Linked DNA regions of Gasterosteus aculeatus: regions 2 and 3 are each linked to region 1. A link is a contact called in public Hi-C data. All regions are on one chromosome and are shown on one strand. Each heading gives the region's core, a stretch centred on a gene start, on an enhancer-like site or on the middle of the called end of the contact. The rest is flanking DNA. Distances are from core to core; before and after follow the strand shown. Region 1 has its middle 57 kb from the start of LOC144386318. Region 2 overlaps cdca2 (cell division cycle associated 2). Region 3 overlaps sema4c (sema domain, immunoglobulin domain (Ig), transmembrane domain (TM) and short cytoplasmic domain, (semaphorin) 4C).

The links. Hi-C and Micro-C count contacts between places; a contact is called where the count stands out from the background.
Region 2: a contact with region 1 is called in a Hi-C map of skeletal muscle, with 4 times the contacts expected there. The contact joins two enhancer-like sites. A contact is called at or near these places in 2 of 6 Hi-C or Micro-C datasets (skeletal muscle and whole body).
Region 3: a Hi-C map of whole body shows a contact between it and region 1, with 4 times the contacts expected there. The contact joins two enhancer-like sites. A contact is called at or near these places in 4 of 6 Hi-C or Micro-C datasets (skeletal muscle, tail fin and whole body).

What each region holds. Positions count from the first base shown.
Region 1 is chr13:17,643,298-17,646,333 of fGasAcu3.hap1.1, reverse strand. No RefSeq gene overlaps it. Among protein-coding and RNA genes, the nearest start is that of LOC144386318, 57 kb to the left of the region's middle. Within about 2 kb of position 1,568, at least 1 of the 9 cell types and tissues checked has open chromatin away from gene starts, as enhancers often do.
Region 2 is chr13:17,817,735-17,820,770 of fGasAcu3.hap1.1, reverse strand. cdca2 (cell division cycle associated 2) reads right to left here. Exons shown (of 15, transcript XM_040196135.2): 15 at 2,357-3,036. Among protein-coding and RNA genes, the nearest start is that of kat6a, 9.7 kb to the left of the region's middle. Within about 2 kb of position 1,425, at least 3 of the 9 cell types and tissues checked have open chromatin away from gene starts, as enhancers often do.
Region 3 is chr13:17,796,307-17,799,342 of fGasAcu3.hap1.1, reverse strand. It overlaps sema4c (sema domain, immunoglobulin domain (Ig), transmembrane domain (TM) and short cytoplasmic domain, (semaphorin) 4C), which reads right to left. Exons shown (of 17, transcript XM_040195650.2): 12 at 2,641-2,854; 13 at 250-365. Among protein-coding and RNA genes, the nearest start is that of cdca2, 10 kb to the left of the region's middle. Within about 2 kb of position 1,527, at least 1 of the 9 cell types and tissues checked has open chromatin away from gene starts, as enhancers often do.

The sequences.
Region 1 (3,036 bases), core at 319-2,818:
AGGCCAGAGAATATTCTTCCTAGCCAGCTCCTCCCACGTTTCCCATTACTCATCTGCAATCTCTGGGAGTAGATGTTTCATGTTAAGAATTCCCCACCATTTCGTACCTGACTAATGATAGTGGAGATAACTCCGCCACTCTGCGCTGCCTCACCAGGGCGAAGCTAAGGTGAATAATGTTATTCCACTGTCACTTGCGCTTGGATGTGATCATCAATCACCTTCCCCTCATAAACATTGTGTGTTCACACAAAAGATGTGATGCGTTTGTCTCGAATTAGATTGTGCCTCTCGGTCATTTATCAACCCTCTTCTCATATATAAAGGCCCGTTGTACACAGCAACGCACAACCGAAGGGGGTTCAGGAGCTCGGCGGCAACCGAATGTCTCGCGGCTATTTCTTTCCTTGAATTGCGTTTCAGGAGACGTGGGGAGAGGGAAGAAATGGCATTGCATTTCAAACGATCAATGTTTGCTTAAATGAATTTGCGGCTCCTCTCACGTCGAGGTGTGGGGGGGGGGGGGGCATCAAAGGGTGGGGGCACTGGCGGTAAGATAGTGTTGGTTTTTAAGCCAGTGTGCTACAGTGTGGGTGCACGTGTCTGTGCCGCGGGGCACGTCCAGGTGAAGAGGGCCGGTGAGGTGAAAAGCAGCGGGGTCTTACGATCCGGGGGGGTCTTGCTCCTACGTAGGAAGGGTGGGGGTCTTTTCCCAGGTGCCTGTTGTCCGTCAACATTTACTATTCCGAGTTAAAACGCAGCTATTCATTTATATCAATATTTGACTTTACATACATTACGCATACATTTAATACAGCGAATGATTTAGCATTTAGTCATATTTCACAATTGTGCTAACCTTGATTAAAACTGCACCAGATTTTGGTTCAGACACTTTTTTTCTCCTTTTTTCTTTTTACCGCCCCAGGAATTGAAAGGAGCAGCAAATTTCCAAAGACCAGGAAATTAATCAAATAATCACGGTTGTTATTCCGCATTTCGAATTCGGCAGCTTACTGTGAATCCGATGCATAATATGGGGTGTTATTTAAATGCAAAGTACAAACATCCACCCCCCTCCCTCCCCCCCCTCTCACGTAGTCACACGGACAACAAGAATCATCGGTGTGCATTTGCTGCAGCAATAAAACAGTGGGACGCTTTGTTGTTGCAGCCAGCCTCCTGGTATCAGCACATCTTCTTCTCTAAGGGGCAAGGGGCAGGGAGAAGGAGAGCGCCGAGTGTGTGTGTGTGTGTGTGTGTGTGTGTGTGTGTGTGTGTGTGTGTCTGGTGGACCCTTTGTGCCTCAGATCCAACACCTTGAAGTCCTTAGAAGTGTGTAAGCTCATGCATTGGTAGTCATACAAATGGTTTTGTGTACGTCCCGTCCCTTGACACCTAAATGCAAACCTTAAAGCTCAACACATGAAGGTGGACCCGAAGAAGTAGTCACGGGCAGAGCTGTAAACAGCAATATGCGTGAGCATGTGTGTGTGTGTGCTTGGAGGGGGTGGGGAGCAGAGCAGGAGATGTCTATCATCCGGCCGCGTTTAGTGAGCTGCTTCCTGAGTGCCGATGTGGTCCCTGTGATTCAATTGGCCGGCCGGCTGAGTGACTGCAGGGCTACGTGGCCTCTGGTTGGTCAGCTGGGGTCTGCTGCAGCACGGCAACGCCATCCTGTGGAGAGCAAACGAAGTGCAGCGGGGTGATGGGAGGGCAGCGACCCCGTAAGCCCTCCTCAGGAAGCACGGGATGAATGATGATGGTCACTGTTAAACATTTTCACGTGTCTTCTAAATCTTTTTGTGACACTTCTAATTAGAAAAGTGGAAAGAGAGTTCACACGCTTTGCAATGAGTTCACGCTCTGCGTCAGTGCTCCTGACATTAATATTTTGGAGGTGTGCGCTTGCTGAGAGCCTCCCCCCCCCTCCGCCCCCCAGCGCTAACATCAGCCCTAGCAGTAGATGGCGACAGACGTCTGAGGCAGGAGCCACGAGAGCCTCACAGCAGGGGTTGTCTTTTAAAAAAATGCCATCAGAACCTTCTACACCTTCGCCCCCCCCCACCACCTCCCACGAGAAGGGAAGGAAGTCTTGAGAGAGATTTGATATTTGATAGACAGACAAAACCCTGAACGATGATGTAATAATATCATATGGGCATTATTTCTGCTCCTGTCTTATCTCACCAAAATGTGATATTTTGTAAGACGGACATTTGCTGGTGGAATGCTGGATAGAAAATTCATATTCATAACAAAAGCTGTATTGTACTCCATTGCAGGCAGTGTTGTGTCCATGTTTTGCTGAATGTGAGCTGGTTGCAGTTGAGAACAACAGTGGGCTCTTTCTTAAAGACAAATCCAATTTGATTGCAGTTGTTTTTTTCGACCGCAGGAAGGGAGGCTTATTAGAGTTTAATGGAAGTCATTGAACTTTTGAATTATTACGTTCCCTTAAAGGGACGGTTGGTAATCTTCTTGATGAACATTTTTTATTTTTATCATTACACCCTGACAGCAACATGATTAACATCCAACTTTGCATCTCATCTCAGCTCTGGGTAGAGTTCAAGCTTCTTTTAACTCATTACTTTAGATGTGCATTATGCAATATTATATTATTCCCTCAGTTCCTTCACACCACACTACTGCAATGTTCTTTGCATGTTTATCTTGCTAAAAGAGTTTAGAAGATTCATACATCTTTCTCATAATCCAACCAGGGCTGAAAAGCATTACTCTGTCTCTGCTTGATTTGTAGATGATGGACTTTTTGCTAACAGGTTAACGGAATGAAGGAATTAGTCTTGTTGTTGTTGTTGTCATCAGTGGTTGTAGCTCATTGCTCTGCCCACATGTGACCAAACAAGTCACCATTTCCCTGATCGAACCAACAGTGCTAAAGATGTCATTCTCCCTGTGAGTGTGCAACATTATTGAGAATCTTTTGTCAGCTGAAATGTTGTCGCCTTGTACAAATGGGATCACCACATTTGAATCCCGTAATCGTGTAGAGGCGTTGCTATCTGAGGG
Region 2 (3,036 bases), core at 176-2,675, 170 kb before region 1:
TGTCACAGAAGTCCTATTTAGCATAACTCCCGCTGCTGCCTGACACGGGCGGGACGTGATTAGTCGTATTTCTCCTCCGGTGTTTACAGATGAGGCATTAAAAAAAAAAAAAAAAAGAAGCCACTTTGCATTCGGACACATACGAAAACCAACGGCAGTCGCACGGCTCACTTTGTTGTCCTTAAAAGGATACAAGAGATATTTTTCTTTGTGTTCTTTCATATTTAAACGTGTGATATAAATGAGAAGTATTGCAGGTTAAATCCGTGGCAGGTGGATTGGAAGGTACATGGTGCGACAGTTTAGATAAATACCATCAATTGATGCATCGATGTTTAACCGATGTAACATTTCCACTAAAGCTTAAGAAAAGCACCTCGATGTGCTTTCAGCAAATTCCTACATTGACGTTCCTGTGTTGAAGGTCCTGTGAAGCCAGTAGCTCAAATTAAAAAAACAACATTCAATAATAAAGGTTGTTCAATGTTCTGCTGCAGTAAGAACGACACCTCTCCATGAGAATTTAGATATTTGCCCACCTATACCACAGAGCTAACCAATGATAGTTTGAAAAGCCGCTGTACGTTGAGTGGACCCTTGAAAGGCCGGGTGCGGGGAGGCGGCTGTTTGAAGCCGGTCTGAGCCGGCGGCGCAGCTGTGGCAAAGCACACACGCTGAGACAGAAAGACCGAGCCGAGAGGAGCCAGAGGATCCGCTGTTGTTGTCCCGCCTTTGTTTCCTTTGCCCTCCTCCCGCCGTCTTTTGCTCCATGGGAGAGCTGCGCGGGGCCTGCAGAGCGAGAACCTCAGAGCATCAATAATGGAGGAAAAAAAAAATTAAAAAAAGGGGGGGGGGCTGCCGGCATCGAGCACAGAAAAGAATGAGACGGTGGGACAACTTAATACCATTCAGCTACTAATTAACTAATTGAAAGACCAAAGTCTCCAAACCGGGGAGGACAAGTGACTGATTACGGCGCTTTGTGTCTGTGCAGAGGGAGCTCATCCGTTTTCCAACGAGGCCCACAGCGAGTGTGAAATCGTGTGGCTCAGGCCTGTATTTGTCAATGAGATCAATGCTCCCTCTTATTACCGGCGGCAACCAGGGCCCACGAGGGCCCGGGATTTATCGCCAACTTTTGTTCGCGCGTGGAAGGGTTTGACGGGCCGCCGGTGGTGAGTGGAGCCCGTGAGGTCAATCACATGAAGTTGTAAAATGAGACGTAAACCCACATTCATAAAAGGGCCCCCGAATGGAGGAAGACGGGGGAAACATGTAGAGCGGGGCGGCTTCAGTGGAAAGAAATGGACTCCATTTTAGTAAGTCCTCCTCTCCAGCTGTCAGCCCCGCTCCCCGTCCCAGGGGGGGTTGCCACGGTGACAGGAGGCCTGCATGTCTTGGGGGCGTCGTTTTGGTCAAAGGACCCCATTGTTCTTGTGTTAAGCCGTCTTCACTATGCCCGTCTGCCAGGGAAGGGGGCTTCACACCCCCCTCACACACACACACACACACACACACACACACACACACCTCGTATAGAGGTGCAGCAGCTTGACTGTGGACTCACAAAAAGAAAAAAAAGAAGCCCATTCAGGAAGTTACAGGTTGTAAAATCAGACGTTGAGACAAATGGCCGCTGTGGAGAAATGAAATGACGATGCTTTTACCAAATGATTCGCTCTCCTCACGATGGCAGCAGTCCCCGCGACTCTGATCTCCTCACAGATGTGAACTTGACGAATGTTGAAATGGCCGAGGGGCTGCAACGCCTCGGCTCCTCCAGCAGGGGGCAGAGGAGCCCCACGGCATCAGCCTGAGGAGGCAAAGTGGTGACGACGACCCTTCAGATTCATCCTCATCCTTCAAATTTTAGTACTTCAGAAAACCTCCCGTTTTCCTTCAGCCAAGTGTCTGGATGTAAAAAAAAATATTGATGACACTGTGACGGATGGATTACGGCCGCGCATCACTGCGGTGGCCCGTTTTCCAATGTGAGCAGTTTGAAACTCGTTGTGTTGGCGTTGCCTCCGCTTCTCTGACAGGCGGATGGAACCAGTGAGAAGCGGCTGATTTCCATCTCTTGACTGCTGGAATCGGGGGTCAGAGGTCCTTTCACTTGCAGACATTTGGCTGTGTGCTAAATGTAGACCAGGATGGTAATTTATGGAGCGACGCCTCCGTTTACGGCCAAAGGTCGCGGTTTATATGAAGGGGGGAAAAAAGCTGCCGTAAACCAGAACCGAACCGACCACACAGCTGGAATAGCACGCGTGTGGGGATTGTAGCCGTTTTTATTTCCCTGTTGAATTTCTTTTTAATGAGCTGAAATCATCCGTTTGAAATGAACACAATTTGATCAAATGATAGGTCTTTTACTGGGAACCAAGGCATTTAATCAGTATAAGAACAGCAAGGTACATCTTGACATTCCAGGGAAGTCACAGTGAACACAAGAACTGATTTATGTCGGTATAAAACAACGTGTAAAACAATTTCAATCTCCTTCACATTTTAAAAGCAATTCAATTAAAACATCAGATGATGCAATGGGATGGGGACCTCTTCTGGACATTTACCTGTATGTCAAGGTTTTAGATCTGGGGTGGTAAACAAACAAAACGAACCCCACTCCAGTAGCCACAAATAAACAGAATTGTTTGAGCGTATTAATTAGATTTTTGTATGTTTAAGACAATCACTCCCCCCCACGCCCCCTCCAATTACTATCCCATCATTATTATTCCTTCCTCCTGCTGCGTCTTGCATGACAGATGGTGGATGTCTTCGTCTATCTGCAATCGTAGATATCGACTCGGAGCTGCTTGAGCCAACGACTCTGGAGAGTGAGTCTCGACATGCAGTGCGATCACCAGCTGAGTGCTCGGGCATCGATCGGGAGGGGAGGGGGGGGGGGTCAGCGGAGATGATTGGGCTCAAGGGTTATTGACTGGCTACAAATGACTGGTCAGCTCTAATAATTCAAAGGGAACAAAGGCATCGATGTTCAAGGGAACACAAAACGATCCGCCGGCTCTT
Region 3 (3,036 bases), core at 278-2,777, 150 kb before region 1:
CGGGCCAGTGGCACTAGACTGGATCTCTGTGTAAAGTGTCTGGCAAAAAACAGGTATTAACAGGACGGCAGAAGACAAAGTCACACTGCTGTCATTGAATACCAATGAAAAAGTGATGCAACTGCAGAGCAAGCTAATGGAAGCCCAAAGCCACACTTTCGAGCACGCGAGTATGCTTTGTTATACCCGAGTCCGAGCAGCAGAAAGCTCAAAAACAGCCCAATAGAGATGCTCTCCCTTTGTGCTTACCTTGGAGTGAGAGATGGTCAGGCTGTCCACAGGCTGGGCCGTCTCAAACAGCTGGATTTCCTCTATCACGTGGGCCTCGGAGCCCAGGATCAGCACCCTTTGCAGCCAGCCCTCCGCTGCAGGGACACAAGTGAGGAAGAGGACAGAGACAGAGACCTGAGTCCCGATTCTAAATAGACCATCCGTGCGGTCTACACACCTTTGACCAGCTCATTTGAATATCATTGATATATAATTATTTTTAGAGACACACACCTGCGACTGCACAGTTTATTTGAATAATGAAAATTAATCAATGCATGCAGAGCTGTGACTGCATACCAATGAATTTAAATATTAAGGATCTGCAAACAAACACGCACTGCATCATAATTTTGCTGAAATATTAATGATATCTGCAAGCACGCACCTGTGAAAGCATAGAAGCTCATTCAAATAGAACTTCTTTGATGCCATTACAACAATAAATAAAACAAAAGAAGTGTGCTTGGGGTCACTTAAAAGAAAACAAATGCACAGTGTCATCAAGTTGTCTGCAACTTTAATCAACTTCAATTTAGGCCTCAACTTTAAGGCCAATCGCACTAATGTGCCAACTGGTGAAGACAGAAAATGAAATGACAAAGAAAACAACTTCTGTCCTGTTCAGCAGGAACATTCATTTTAAAGTCAAGATGCTGTTCCTGGCTTTTTACGACCTCGAGTAAATGTAAAATCCCCAGTGACACTTGGCAGACGTTTTATGTGGTGTTTGGAGAGCTGACGCTAGAGGAGGAGGAGGAGATCCTGTGCTCCTCATTTCATGTACGGCACAGTTGAGATCCTGTGAGAGGGAAAGCGTTTCAGGCACAGCTGGTGGGGTGACCTTGATGCGTGTGTGTGCGTGTGAGTGTGTGTGCGTGTGTGTGTCCATGGATGGAACAGTTTGGCACGCTGACATGCACCTTTTCGTGTGGCCCTCTCGATTAGGAGACTGTCACAGATAATATGAAAAGCTAACTGTAGCAAACGGGAGGTTTGAGGGAAATACACACTCACACACACACACATACAGACGTAGCAAGCAGCATGTCATCACACTCGACCTCTCGTGGCGTTGAGGCCGGTGACGGCTAATCCCTCGACCCTCCTCCTCACATCAGCGGTCGCTACGCTGCAGCTAATAGCTGATCAAGCACGCGGCGGCCCAACCGGCACCCGCGAGCGCACGTCTGCCGGGGGCCCTGTAGAGTTTGTGCGGTGAAGCGCGCTGAGCAGGGCGGACGACTGCACTTGGCCCGGGGAAGCGGTGAGCGTGTGCATCGCTGTGTGTGCATCCGTTTGTGAGTGTGCCCACGTGTGCGTCGGTCTGTGCGTGCGCGCGTGCGTCCGGGCGGGCCTCCCTGCTCGCTTGCCAGCAGTGAAGCCCCGAGCCCGCTGCTGTCGCGCTGTCAGTTTCCACAGTTGGTCTCTCGCCGGTGATCTGAATGGTAAGTAGTCGAGTCTCTCGCCATTCATGTGATGGGCCGCATTCAAATTCAGTTTGCCTGGAATCCACTGTCGGATATGCGTTATTAAGGATTAAGGCTCCGGGAGGACCGGCTGATTCCAGCTCCGTGCCAAAACAGGACACCTGCATATGGGCTGGAGATATTAATTAAGTCGCACATACGTAGATGTTTCCTTTGATGCATGAAGATGGATCCCAGCATGCAAATCACGTCCTTAATTGAAACCCAGCTGAAGTGTGGCCAGATGGCATGTTGTTTTGTGCCACCGTAGCTAATGCCAGTACCTGTCCCTGTCTGCTGCCACGGCCTGTGAGCTTTCATCTCTCCAGCAGAACCGTGTGCAACTCCCGCCAAGACACACACACACACTCTCATTTACGGTAGGGGAATATATATATATATATATATATATATATATATATATATATATATATATATATAATATATAGGGACTGTGGACATGCAATGACTTCTTACTGGTTCATTGAGTACACCGTGCTACAGGAGTTGGGCAAAGTAACAGGAACACCATGTACTGTATAATACAATCCAATACAATTACCCTGCAAAAATATAATAGATTTAAGCTTAACTCTGATTTATTTATGTCAAAACTAGATTATAAAGATGCTGATTGAACACATTTTTTACAGCAGGCGAGTGTGGCTTTCTGCGTGCATGCATTGTATTTGAGGAGGCTATTGGTATCATCTTCCAAAAACCTGATGTATAAGTTTTGAAAAAAGAGCTTAGCTCACTGAATGAGATGTAGGTACTTTAATAAATAGCAACTCAATAGAAGGAAAAACCGAAAGCTTTAATTTGCCGATCCTCAAATTCTACTCATGTGTCATCTATCGTGTGTATTATTTCATTCCAAAAACCCTGGTGTAGCTTGTACCTGTGCCGATGAACAGCATGTTGTAGGCCCGCTGGTCCAGGGCGCTGACCCGATCCACCGCCAGCCTGGTGAAGTTGACGCCCTTGGTCAGCAGCAGGGGGCGAGCCAGAGCTTTGTCCTCCATCAGCGGGTGCTTCTTGGCAAAGTTGAGCGTGGCGTCGGGCAGCTGCAGAGAGCTGTTGTAGCCGCTCTCCCTGTCCGAGTTGGTTATACACTGCGGCACAGACAGACGAGGATGGAGAGGGAAAAGGGGGGAGGAGAAAGGAATGGGAGGAAAGGACGAAGGGAAGGGTGAGAGGGCCAAGGAGGCAAAAAGGAGGTGAGGAAACTTCTTAGCTGCAGCTGGCACAGGTTGGCATGGCTTGCTGGCTTTGAGATGACTCACTCCCTCGTTCC